Linked DNA regions of Mus musculus: region 2 is linked to region 1. Evidence: chromatin contacts called from public HiChIP or PLAC-seq data. All regions are on one chromosome and are shown on one strand. Each heading gives the region's core, a stretch centred on a gene start, on an enhancer-like site or on the middle of the called end of the contact. The rest is flanking DNA. Distances are from core to core; before and after follow the strand shown.

What was found. HiChIP or PLAC-seq counts read pairs in DNA pulled down with a chosen protein or histone mark.
Region 2: a FOXA1 HiChIP or PLAC-seq map of pancreatic cancer cells shows a contact between it and region 1. The contact joins two enhancer-like sites. A contact is called at or near these places in 2 of 115 datasets of contacts at active chromatin or transcription factors (bone marrow-derived macrophages and pancreatic cancer cells).

What each region holds. Positions count from the first base shown.
Region 1 is chr17:70,833,149-70,838,770 of GRCm38.p6, forward strand. It overlaps Gm41610 (a long non-coding RNA gene), which reads right to left. Exons shown (of 3, transcript XR_876931.2): 3 at 5,240-5,622. Among named protein-coding and RNA genes, the nearest start is that of Gm41610, 5.3 kb to the right of the region's middle. Within about 2 kb of position 1,558, at least 129 of the 459 cell types and tissues checked have an H3K27ac peak or open chromatin away from gene starts, as enhancers often do. A contact at or near this core is called in bone marrow-derived macrophages and pancreatic cancer cells, where this site is marked.
Region 2 is chr17:71,284,101-71,290,040 of GRCm38.p6, forward strand. All of the region lies in intron 2 of Emilin2 (elastin microfibril interfacer 2), which reads right to left. Among named protein-coding and RNA genes, the nearest start is that of Emilin2, 24 kb to the right of the region's middle. Within about 2 kb of position 2,066, at least 114 of the 459 cell types and tissues checked have an H3K27ac peak or open chromatin away from gene starts, as enhancers often do. A contact at or near this core is called in bone marrow-derived macrophages and pancreatic cancer cells, where this site is marked.

The sequences.
Region 1 (5,622 bases), core at 308-2,807:
GAGTTACTGTTGGTTGTAAGTTGCCCAGTGAGTTCTGTTATCAGTGTCCTCTTGAAGAGCAGCCAGCGCTTTTAACCACCGAGCCACCTCTTCAGACCCCAGTCCTGGTTCTTAATTGATCAGGGATGGGCTTCTCCTTGGCAGAGCCTCTAATCTGCTATCACCGTCTTCTCCCTCTGAGAGCTCAGTTTACCTTCTGTGATTCTCAACAACTTTGAAGTTCGTGGGATTTTGGGGAGGGGTGGGGAGATTGGTGGAGAGTGGTATTGTTTTAAATACCAAATCTTACATAAAGAAATTAAGCTTTTCAAAGATTCTGAATAATATTCCTTAGAAGGCTCTACGTAGCTCCAAGGAAAAGGTTTGCCTCGAACTGACCAGGTCCTGAGTTCAAGCCCTAGTACCATATAAAAAGGACAAAAAGCTTGCTACACAAATAGTTCTTCCTCCTACCTCCACACCCGCGCTATCACAACATAAGCCATCAGTAAATCAGAGCCAGGGAGACAGAAGGTGCCAACCAGTGACCTGAGTTCAACCTCCTAAAGAAGATGAAGGAGATACCTGGCAGTTCCCAGTGTACTCCTCCAGACACTTGCCTACATGTGCACCCTCAGCACACACAAAATACGTGTCAAGTTTTTAAAAATCATTCTTGAATCCCAAATGGGATTAAGATCCCAGAACCAAGAAAATCCAAAGGCAAGCAGGAACTAAAATTTGAGAATAGAAAGGACTACTAGCGGGATGTGGAGACGGAAGACAGCAGGGAGAATGTGGACCTTGAGGCCAGCTAGGTCTGTAAAGTGAAACTTTGTCTCAAAACACAGATAAGATAGATAGATAGATAGATAGATAGATAGATAGATAGATAGATAGATAGATAGGATAGATGCATATATTCATACATATATACATACATACATGGAGTGAAACTTGTCTCAAAACACAGATAAGTAGGTAGGTAGATAAGATAAATAGAAAAGATAGATGCATACATTCATTTATACATACATACATACACACACACACACACACACACACACACACACACACACGGAGAGAAACTTAGTCTCAAACCAGATAGATAGATAGATAGATAGATATAGATAGATAGTCAGACAGACTGGTTGACTCTGTTGGTTAGTTTTGTAGTTTCTGTATCAAAATTTCAAACCACTGCCTTCCTGGTATAGAGTTCCCTCAAACTGGGGCTTTTCACATCACCTTCCGCCAGCAAGCATTACATGATATGCCCATCTCCACTTCTCCGCAAAGGAGCTCGAGTCAGGTCCTCCTCTGGACGAAGAAATCTGAGTTAGCAGTTGGCCCAGCCCTCTGCAAATGGCACACGGGGCTGGCAGTGGCTGCACCTTGCGGACCGAGGACAATAGTCCGGTGCGAAGCTTGGCGTTTGTGTGCGGACCCAGGGGGCGGGGTGGGGGTGGGAGCCTCAGAAACAGGAAGGCCGAGATTACAGTCGGTTTTACAGCTCTTTTGAAGTCGCCGGGAGCCAGCTCGGGAAGCCTGCAGGCTGTGAGCACGTTGATCAAAGGTCCCTTTGCGGGCTCAAATTAACAGGGAGCTGGCGAGCCCGCGCAGCACCTGCCTGGGAAGAGCAGCGCCACAGCAAACCGGCTCATCTTGCCGGGAGGTGAGCCTCTCAAAAAGCTTGCCCAGGCAAAGTACTTAGGTTCTGTCTGGGTCGGAGGGGAAAGGCGTGGTCTGTTTTCTTTGCGTAGAGATATTTATTTTTAACGTTGATCTTTACGCCACTAGAGCCCTCCCCCCTCCGCTCTAATCCACAAGCAACCCCTTTTCAAAAATGGATGGATGAGTTGAGATTGGGAGAGGAATGAATGGTTTTATCATAAAATTGCGCCGGCCCCTTTACGCAGCGTTGTCCCTTTCATCCCTATTAAAAGCCATAGTATTGATAGGGTTTTTTGTTTTGTTTTGTTTTTTAAAGAGTAGCCCTAAAGGGTCAGAATAAAAACAAACACACTGGAAAACAAAGCCCGTGGGCTCAGAGAGCTGATGCCTAGAAAAGAAAGTGAAAAGTTATGTATAGTTGGGTGTTAATACACCGAGAAGCTGCGGAGAGCGCACAGGAGTTCATTGTGTCAGACTCTTTGTAGTTAATGAGACTTAGGAAATCCCCGAGGACTCGGCAGTGCCTCGAGTCTTCCTAAGGAGCAGATGTGGTCAAAAGGAAAATGGAGAAGGGGTAACTTGGTAGACAACAGAGGATAGAGGTATTTAGAAAATAAAATTATAAACGATCATTTGCCAAGGCAACTCCAAAATCCTTTAGAGTATAGGGTGGTTTTGTTCATTTGTTTTTTGGGGTTATCTCTTTGCAAGTCATTTGATTTCAAATGCAGTGCTCGCACAGCATGCAGAATCTGCTGGGGATTGAGGGCTGCATTACAGCCCATAGCCTCAGACAGGCTGAACTCACCAGCCAGCCAGCTTCCTCCCCCTGTACAGCAGTAACAACACCTCTCACTAGGGTTGTGAAGTCTAAACGACTGTACATAAGGTGCCCAATAAATAAGATAATGTGATAAGTGGCAATATAAGGTGTGCAATAGATAGACTATTACTTTTAAGTCAATCTGACTTTGTGTTTCTATGTTTACACATGTAGTATTTGGAAATGAACCTTGGACTTTAAGAACGCTTGGAGTCATTGAACCACACCCAACTCCTATTCTGACATTTCACTGCTATCCAGGATTTACAGAAAATGTTAGAAAAACTCTGCAGCAATGTTATTTTGAAATTTATAAAGCCTTTACAAAAATGTGAAGAAAGATGTATATATTTGTGGCATCTTGATCTCTACTATAAATTGCGAAATGATTGGATTGAGCTTAAGGTATTAAAGCTTTTAATTAGAAAATTTTAAATAAATGATGTTCTGGATATGTCATGCATGTAACTTTGGAGAAAAATGTCAACTACGTGTAACACCCCCTGACTTGCCATTATACCTATTATGGATTCAAAGGAATTTAATACACCTGTCTAGTTTAGTCTGGTCTATCTTTTTTTTCCCGCTCTTTGGTGGTGTTTTGTGTTTAGTGGGGATGGAAGCCCAGGCCTTGCCCCTCCAACTGAGCTACATTCCTGGATTCCTGGGATCTTGTTTTGGTTTTTCTTTTTCTTTCTTTTTTTTTTTTTTTTGAGACAGGGCCGTTACCTCTGCTATCGTGGGTTGAATGTATCTAAAACCATATCAACTCTATACCGTGATGCCAGGGTACGCCTTGTTTACCTTCATGGTCTTGCGACTAAGTCAGAGCTATGGGCTCACCGTGGCTGCCCAGCATGACAGCATCACCACCAGCCTGGGACACCATCGGGCTCAGAACATGATTTTATAGAATATATGCTCTCAGCTTATAGGTGGGTCAAAAGCAGTAAACGAGCCATCTTGCATCAGCAACCTTCTTGAAAGTGGTCTCTCTTGATGTGTGGATCCCCACACCCGATTGGATGCCTGAGGTCACTCAATCTTATCACATCTGCTTTTTCCAAAGTTTGAATGCATCAGCTCTGCCCTTTGTCCTAACTGGGTGCTAGAAGTTGAATGGCCAGGATTAGCCCCAACTTCTGTCTCCTCACAATCTCACAGGGAGATTTGATCTTCCCTTAGGCCTGACCAACCACAGGATGGGAATTTTTCTAACCTTGCTGAGAACTTTCACTTACAGGAAAAGCTTCAGAACAACTCTCTGGCATGTGCTAATTCCTATCATGGCTCACTACACTCCCATTACGAACCCTAGCACTGGGTGCCCGTCAGCCCAGTCAGCCCAGTCGGGAATTACTATAGCTACCAAGTGACTGCCAAGGCAGGCAGCCTGTCCCCTGTATACAACAAAGGGGTGAGTCACGGAGTAAGGTTGCATGAGATTTCATCACGCTGCTCAAAACGGAATGGAATTTAAGGCAGGAGGTTTATTTCTTGGATTTTCCATTTGATAGTCTCAGTCCTGTTTGACCACGAGTGGCTGAAACCTTAAGAGAGGTGGATAAAGGGAAACTGTGGCACATATCAGCTTTTCGAAGAATCATTCAAATACATTTCAAACTGAAATTCATGAGGGATAAAATATTATTAGGTAACAAGAGACAAACAGAACCAGAATGGCAACTAGCTTTGTTTAATTTCAACTTCTAATTTCACATTAAAATTTATATGGGGAGAATTTATAGCTTTAGGATATATATATATATATATATATATATTCAAATCTATTTACAGATATTGTCCCAATATAAATTTGAATAATTTGTTTTCCTTTTTAGATAAAATGTGAATGATCTTATCAAAACGAACATATTCAAGATTTATTTTATTTGAAAGATACTAGTGAGCCACTGAGATGGCGCAGTGAGTAAAGGCTCTCCTTACCAAGCTTAATGACCAGGTTCCATTAGAGAGAGAGAACTGATTCCCCAAGTTGTCCTCTGATGGCCAGGCATGGAGGGAGGCCCTCACAGGCACACACATCACACACTATATATGTGGGGATGCCCACAAAGGTGCACACACATCACACACATACCATATATGTGGGACGGCCCACAGGCGCGCACACACACACACACACACACACACACACACACACACACACATCACACACATACCATACATGTGGGACGGCCCACAGGCACACACACACACACACACACACACACATCACACACATACCATACATGTGGGACGGCCCACAGGCACACACACACACACACACACACACACATCACACACATACCATACATGTGGGACGGCCCACAGGCACACACACACACACATCACACACATACCATACATGTGGGACGGCCCACAGGCACACACACACACACACACACACACACACACACACACGCACATCACACACAAAAGAGAAAGTGAAATGGAGCCTTCTGGTTTTCCTCTGAAGCAGAGTCTCACGCTTGTCCCTCTCCTTAGGGTAACGGTTATCTTCTGTAATCTCTGCCTGGCTTTGTTGTACTTATCTGCCTGCATGTGCGCACAATTTGCTAAATGTCTGCCTCCAACAGCCTCCTAGAGCCAGGTAAATTTCCATGAGGTCTGAGCCATGTGAAGTCACCCACAAGCTGCCCCGAGGGTGGCACTGGCTACTGGTGTCGGTAAAACACTTCATTCAGAAATCCTGTTTCCTTGACATTTGTTAAATCTCTGTAAAACTTGCTATCCTTTTTTTTTTTTTTTAAGATTTATTTAGTTTATGAACGTGAGTACACTGTTGCTGTCTTCAGACACACCAGAAGAGGGCATCAGATCTCATTACAGATGGTTGTGGGCTACCATGTGGTTGCTAGGATTTGAACTCAGGACCTCTGGAAGAATAGTCAGTGCTCTTACCCACTGAGCCATCTCTCCAGCCCCAAAACTTGATATTCTTACTCAACGGTTTACCACGCTTCCCTTGTTTGCCTGCTGTGCTACTGCAACCGTGGGCCCTAAGCTACCACTTTTCCTTCGTCTGCAAAGCAGTTGTTGGACATTTTCTCTTTTCAACCTCTGAATCATAAAACCCAGCCCACAGGGCAATCTGTTTTTAATTACAGGTCATGATTTTGAGG
Region 2 (5,940 bases), core at 816-3,315, 450 kb after region 1:
TATACCTTCATGCTCTTACACACTAGCACATACACACACATATGCACACACATACACATTCAGACATACACTCAAACATACACATATGCTAATATGTACACACACAAACTAACATATACACTAAAACACACCACATTCATACACACTTGTACTCCCACATACAGACAGACTTACACAAACCACAAACACTACACACATACATACACCATGCCCACTCAGATACACTCACAGATCATATACATTTATACATGCACACTCTCACGCACATGCATGCAGACAGTCATATTCATACTCTCATACATACATTGTTACATACATATACATTCACACTGACACACACAGACATACTTTCAAACACACATACATTCTCTCACACACATACAGACACACACACTCTCACTCATGCTCATTCACACAGAGTCATACAGTCTCACACATACTCACACTTATACACACTCACACATATACATTCACATGTATACACACATAACTGTAATCTTAAACATTAAAAGACAATCACATTGGCTCTACTGCATATCTTTGCCCACTGTCACAAACAAGGAAACAGAGACTTGCAGGTAAGATGAGTTGCCCAAGTTCATTCTCAAGTGGTTGGAACGGAAACTTTTGGGTTCTTCTGTAACACACACACCCTTCCAGCAGGCAACAACTGCCAGCTACTCTCTGGCAGTTTCCCTCAGTTCAAAGCATCCTACCTGGAGATACTCCAGAAAGCCCTAAATCCTGTGGGAGGAAGTATCTGACCTCTCTGCACAGAGGACTCCTGTTTGAGCATCTCCTTCAGTCCAGATAGACACCAGCCTTGGGCTTCCTCCCACCTCCACCCATGGAACCCCTGCACACAGAGGGACGATTGCCCTGTGTATCCTGCAGACTCAGGACAGCATCATGCTAGAGGAATGTGTAACCTCAGAGAAACTCTGCCCCTCGGAGCATTAAAGTGGAATGCGAAAATGTGTTTGCGTACGGGTCTGCCAGTAGATGACAGCCTGCAGGAAACCTTTCTGATAAGGCTGCACCCAGCAGAACAGACTTCGTCCCTTGGAAGAAAACAGAGTGGTAGGCTGCACCCCACCCATGCTACTAGAGCCTTCCCTGAATCCTGAACCAGGAGCTGGGGGGTGAGGAAGGACCTGCTCTCCCAGTGTGCTGCCACTGTAAGGAAGGGCAGAGCTGCCACCAGCTCATCCCACAGCCAGGTCGTCTGAGTTTCCACCCTGCTCTGACTGCCTGGTCTACTGCCCATCTGACCTGGGTCAGCCATTTGCAGAGGTCTTGTGGTACCCTTCAGGTTGTCTTCCTGACAACATCTCAAGGTAAACACGACAGCAGCAACAGCTGGAAAACATCAGGCAGCAACCTCTGCACACGGAAAACCTCAGAGGAATTTCTCCCTACATTAAGTGACAGGCAGGCCCCTGAGGTGACCTTGGACCTTGCTAAGGGGTCCCTAGGGTCTGCATGAGGCACCTCTGAGGGCACAACACAGGATTAGCCAAGTCCCATAAGCCCCAGCTAAAATGGGGTTCCCACTAACATAACATAACATAACATAACATAACATAACATAACACCAGTCGAAAGGGACTCCAGAGGTTGGGGAGCCACTCCAATTCCCAGGAGCCCAATCACACAGGGCACTGCAGAGAAAGAAACAAATAATCCTACCCACTAACTTTTATTAACTTTCAGGGCTGTGGCTTAGTGACAGAGCTCTTGCTGGCTTGAAGGCCCAGTTTTTCCCAAGCACCATACCAAAAGCAGGCAAGGCCTTCACCTCATGCATATTTCAGAACTCCCCAAGTGTTCCATTTGCTACCTCAGGGAGCCCACCCACCTCCTTAGAATCCCGAGCCTCTGTGCACTGGGGAAGTAGAGCTGAGCTAAAGTAGTGCTGTGTCCCCAAGCGCCTGGTCTGTGCTTACAAGGGCGGAGCACTTGTAACACCAACTGCTGACTGAGACAGTTAGCTCATGTCCCCAGTGTAGGGCAGATACACCAATGAAACAGACAGGGGTCAGTCAAGGCAGAGAGCACACGCTGACTCAGGCCAGTCACAGCCTGGCTCCTCTCCCAGGCTCTCCCAGTTGGGACCGTGTCAGCACCCTGTATGTGTGGTGGAGCCCTGTCTACAGCTGTGGCTGACATTTGTTTCAATGATAGAACCTGCATATACACACCGTCAGAACCCCAGCTCACAGTCCACACTGCGGTTCATGCTTGCATGCACTGTGCATTTAAGGTTGGGATAAATGCATAGTGGCCTGTAGCCACCACTGCGGGGTCTTATGAGCAGTTTCGCTACCCTAAAAGTCCCTGACGACTTATCCTTCTTTATCCTCCTCCCCAGGGGCCTCTGGTCTTTATTTTCTCCCTAATTTCTCCAGAATGTCGAAGAGCTGAAACCACACGGGTCTTCTCAGTCTGGCTTCTCTCGATATGAGGGGTATTTCTAGTTCCTCCTGGCTTTTTATGACTTGACAGATACAATAGGCAGGCAGCCTACCACTGACCTACACCCCAACTTTGTTTGTTTGCTTGCTTGCTTGTTTTTTTCAAGACAGGGTTTCTCTTTGTAGCCCTGGCCATCCTGGAACTTACATTGTAAACCAGGCTAGCCTTGAACTCAGAGCTTTGCGTTGCCTCTGCTTCCTGAGTACTGGGATCAAAGGTGTGCATCACTGTGGCCCTGCAAGAGCATTTCTTTTTAAGGCATTGTCTAAAACATCGTTACGAAATACAACATGTCCTATTGCAAGAATTCAATGAAATGAAATCATTGATTGGATTAATAGTGTGTCACTCAAACAAAAGTACTGTATCTGCCCAAGTCTGTGTGATCTAATCTCCTATTTTAAGAAGAAAACTTTATCCTCTGGTCTAAGCAGCTGACAATTCTTCAGTCTTCTCAGAACTAAACTGGACTGTGTAATCCTGGGTTCAAGATGAACTACCTGAGAGCCACACACCCAAGGGTAACCCAGAGCTGTTCAATCCAAGGTGCCCACGAGTCACACAAACTACTTATATTTACATTAAAATAAAATCAAATATTTAATTCCAACAGCCACATTTCAAGTACATCAGAGTATAAATGTTACCACAGAAAATCCTACCAGACAGAGTTTGCTGAAGAGAATAAACGAGACGGTACAGGAAGCTGCAGGGGTAGACCTTGATGTTTGACCTCTATTAAACCACGCTTTCTGAGCCCAGCAGAGGGGACAGACAGCTTGTACAAAGACACCAAATGAAGCTCAAAAACAAATCTTTGCCAAGAGGACCGTCAGCGCGGTGCACCAACAACCAAGGCTCCTAAGCCTGCATTTGACATTCACCTATATTCTAGCGACTAAAACCTGGCACAGATCCAAAGCCCAGCACACACACACACACACACACACACACACACACACACCACCACCACCACCACCACCACCACCACCACCACCACCACCACCACCATGGGGACACAACTTCAGCCTGGGACTTTTCCAGAGTACACACTTTCTAGTAAGTTCTTTCCTTCTGCTCACTGGCCTGCCACAGCCTGAAGCCAACTTTTCTGGCTCAATTTGGCACATGCAGTTCCGGTGGCTCTCAACCTAGGAGGATGAAGAGAGGACCATACAGAATGACTCATCCCGGAGGATCCCAGGAGAGAAATCAGTGTGCTGCCAAGTCACATCTTCCCCTTAGAGCTCAACAAGTCACATCTTCCCCTTAGAGCTCAACTCAACTCTGACTTACTACGTAACTGAGAGTGACTGTCCACCCTCCATTCAAATCCCCAGGATTGGGACCGCAAGCATATACCACCACGCCTAATCGTAAGGAGTACTGGGGCGTTGAACTCAGGTCCTTGTGCGTGCTAAGCCAGCACTGCCGACTGATCCAGGTCCCAGCCTGTGACTTACTTTTCAGAATAAAATGGCAGTAAAATACATACAATATAACATTTAGCACCTTAGCATTTACTTATATATCTATATATTTATTAGTTCGGATTCAAACCCAGAACACTGTATATCCTAGTAAATGTCCCACCTCTGACCCCACCCAGCCCATCGTGACCATTATCATAGGATCAGGTCTGTAGGTCTGTGGGTGACGTTAATCTCCCTAACTTCCCAAATGAAAACCCTATAGTCACCGAACACGTACTCCCTGACACGTCTAACCTCTGTGGTTCATCACTTCCTCTGAGAATTCAATGGCTCCCGGTGCCTCGTGAACACACCATTAAAGCACTTGTCTTTTCATCTAGCCCTTTTCACACCCTAGCGGGTCTTGCATGTTGCAGGGCGTGTCTGAATTTCCTTCCCGTTTTACAAGCAATTCACTTCAACAAACTTGGTCTCCTTGAGAAACTGACAAGACGGTAGACTAATTTTTTAGGAACCACAGACATGCTTTTCCTATTTTTTGTGGGATTTTTTTTTTTTTTTTTGTCAGTGAATGACTAAATAAATGTACTTTTTCTGTTTATTGACCCTCTGCCAAAAACAAATGCAGTCAGGCAGTGAGGGCCATGGAGTTGAAAGTGATTTCAACACTGAAATGTTGGAATTTTTTTTTCTTTTTGGTTTTTCAAGACAGGGTTTCTCTGTGTAGCCCCAGCTGTCCTGGAACTCACTCTGTAGAGCAGGCTGGCCTCGAACTCAGAAATCCTCCTGCCTCTGCCTCCCAAGTGCTGGGATTAAAGGCGTGCACCACCACTGCCCGGCAAAATGCTGGAATTTTAAAATACTTCCCACTTGAATCTCGTGTCTGACTGAAAGTCAAAATGGTCATTTTACACATGGCCATCTCTAAACGTGGTCTATGCAACGTCAGGAGATGGACTCCGGTCCCTAGATCCCTCTTATGGCTCCATTCCAAGCCAAGGTCCTCCTTACAGCTTAAAACACAAACTCAGAGTCCACCTTCCCATCCTTTTCTGCTGCATCACACAGTTTTAATTGGATCACCACATGGAGAATCTGGCCTGGAGACAAAGAAGTGTGAAACATGTAGCTCGGCTCTTTAGGAAAATTCCCCTAAACTTTAAAAAGCCAGAATGCTTAGGCCATGACTTTTTTTTTTTTTTTAATCTGAAATGACTATATGAATCTAAACGTCAGGTTAATGAGTCTTGATTAAAGTTGTTACAAGGTAACAGATCCTAGATCAAAGCAATGCGTTCAGAATGAAAACACCCTTCCAGAAAGGGCGTTCTGGTTCTTGGAATGGGGAGACAGTTGTTGGGGGAGAGCCTGATTATAAGTTGATGGCTTTGTTATTTCCTCTTGAGTTAATTTCCTTACACACTTAGGGGCAAGTTAGGTTTCAAAACCCACTCAGTCTTTTGCCTTGATCATACAGAGTAATGAGTAGGTTTCCCCACACAATTTATAATTATCCTGGAGAAAAAAAAAAAAAGAAGTCTTCATTCCTAAAGAAAGGATTAAAGAAAACTCAGTGTCAAGCCCTCCCCAACTCAGCTACAGCAGATAATGGAGCTGTTATTCTTGGGTTAGCTCATGCATGGGACCTGCCTTCTGAGCAACTCAGTCGAGGTTATCTGGTGCTGGCCGCATCCAGCCCATCAACCATAGATTAAGGCTGTGTTCCAAGGAGGCCGCATTCTTAGCTCTGAGAAGTACATCCCCAGATCAAGTCACTGGGTGTTGGGAAAGAAAAGGGAGTCTGAGCGTGAGCCAGCTCACATGGTTTTAAATAAGAGCTCTCTATGGGAGGCCCATCTCTGTTGTAGGCTGTTCTTCCCATATGTACGGCTTCGGTTCTCATTCCTCTACTCTGTTTCCACATTCCTAGCAGCAGAAATCACAGAGAAACCAGCTCCCCTCCACTCCCTAATGAACTCATCCTTGTGTTCCCACAGTGTGGACCATGAGAACATCTGCTGGCCTGGGTCTG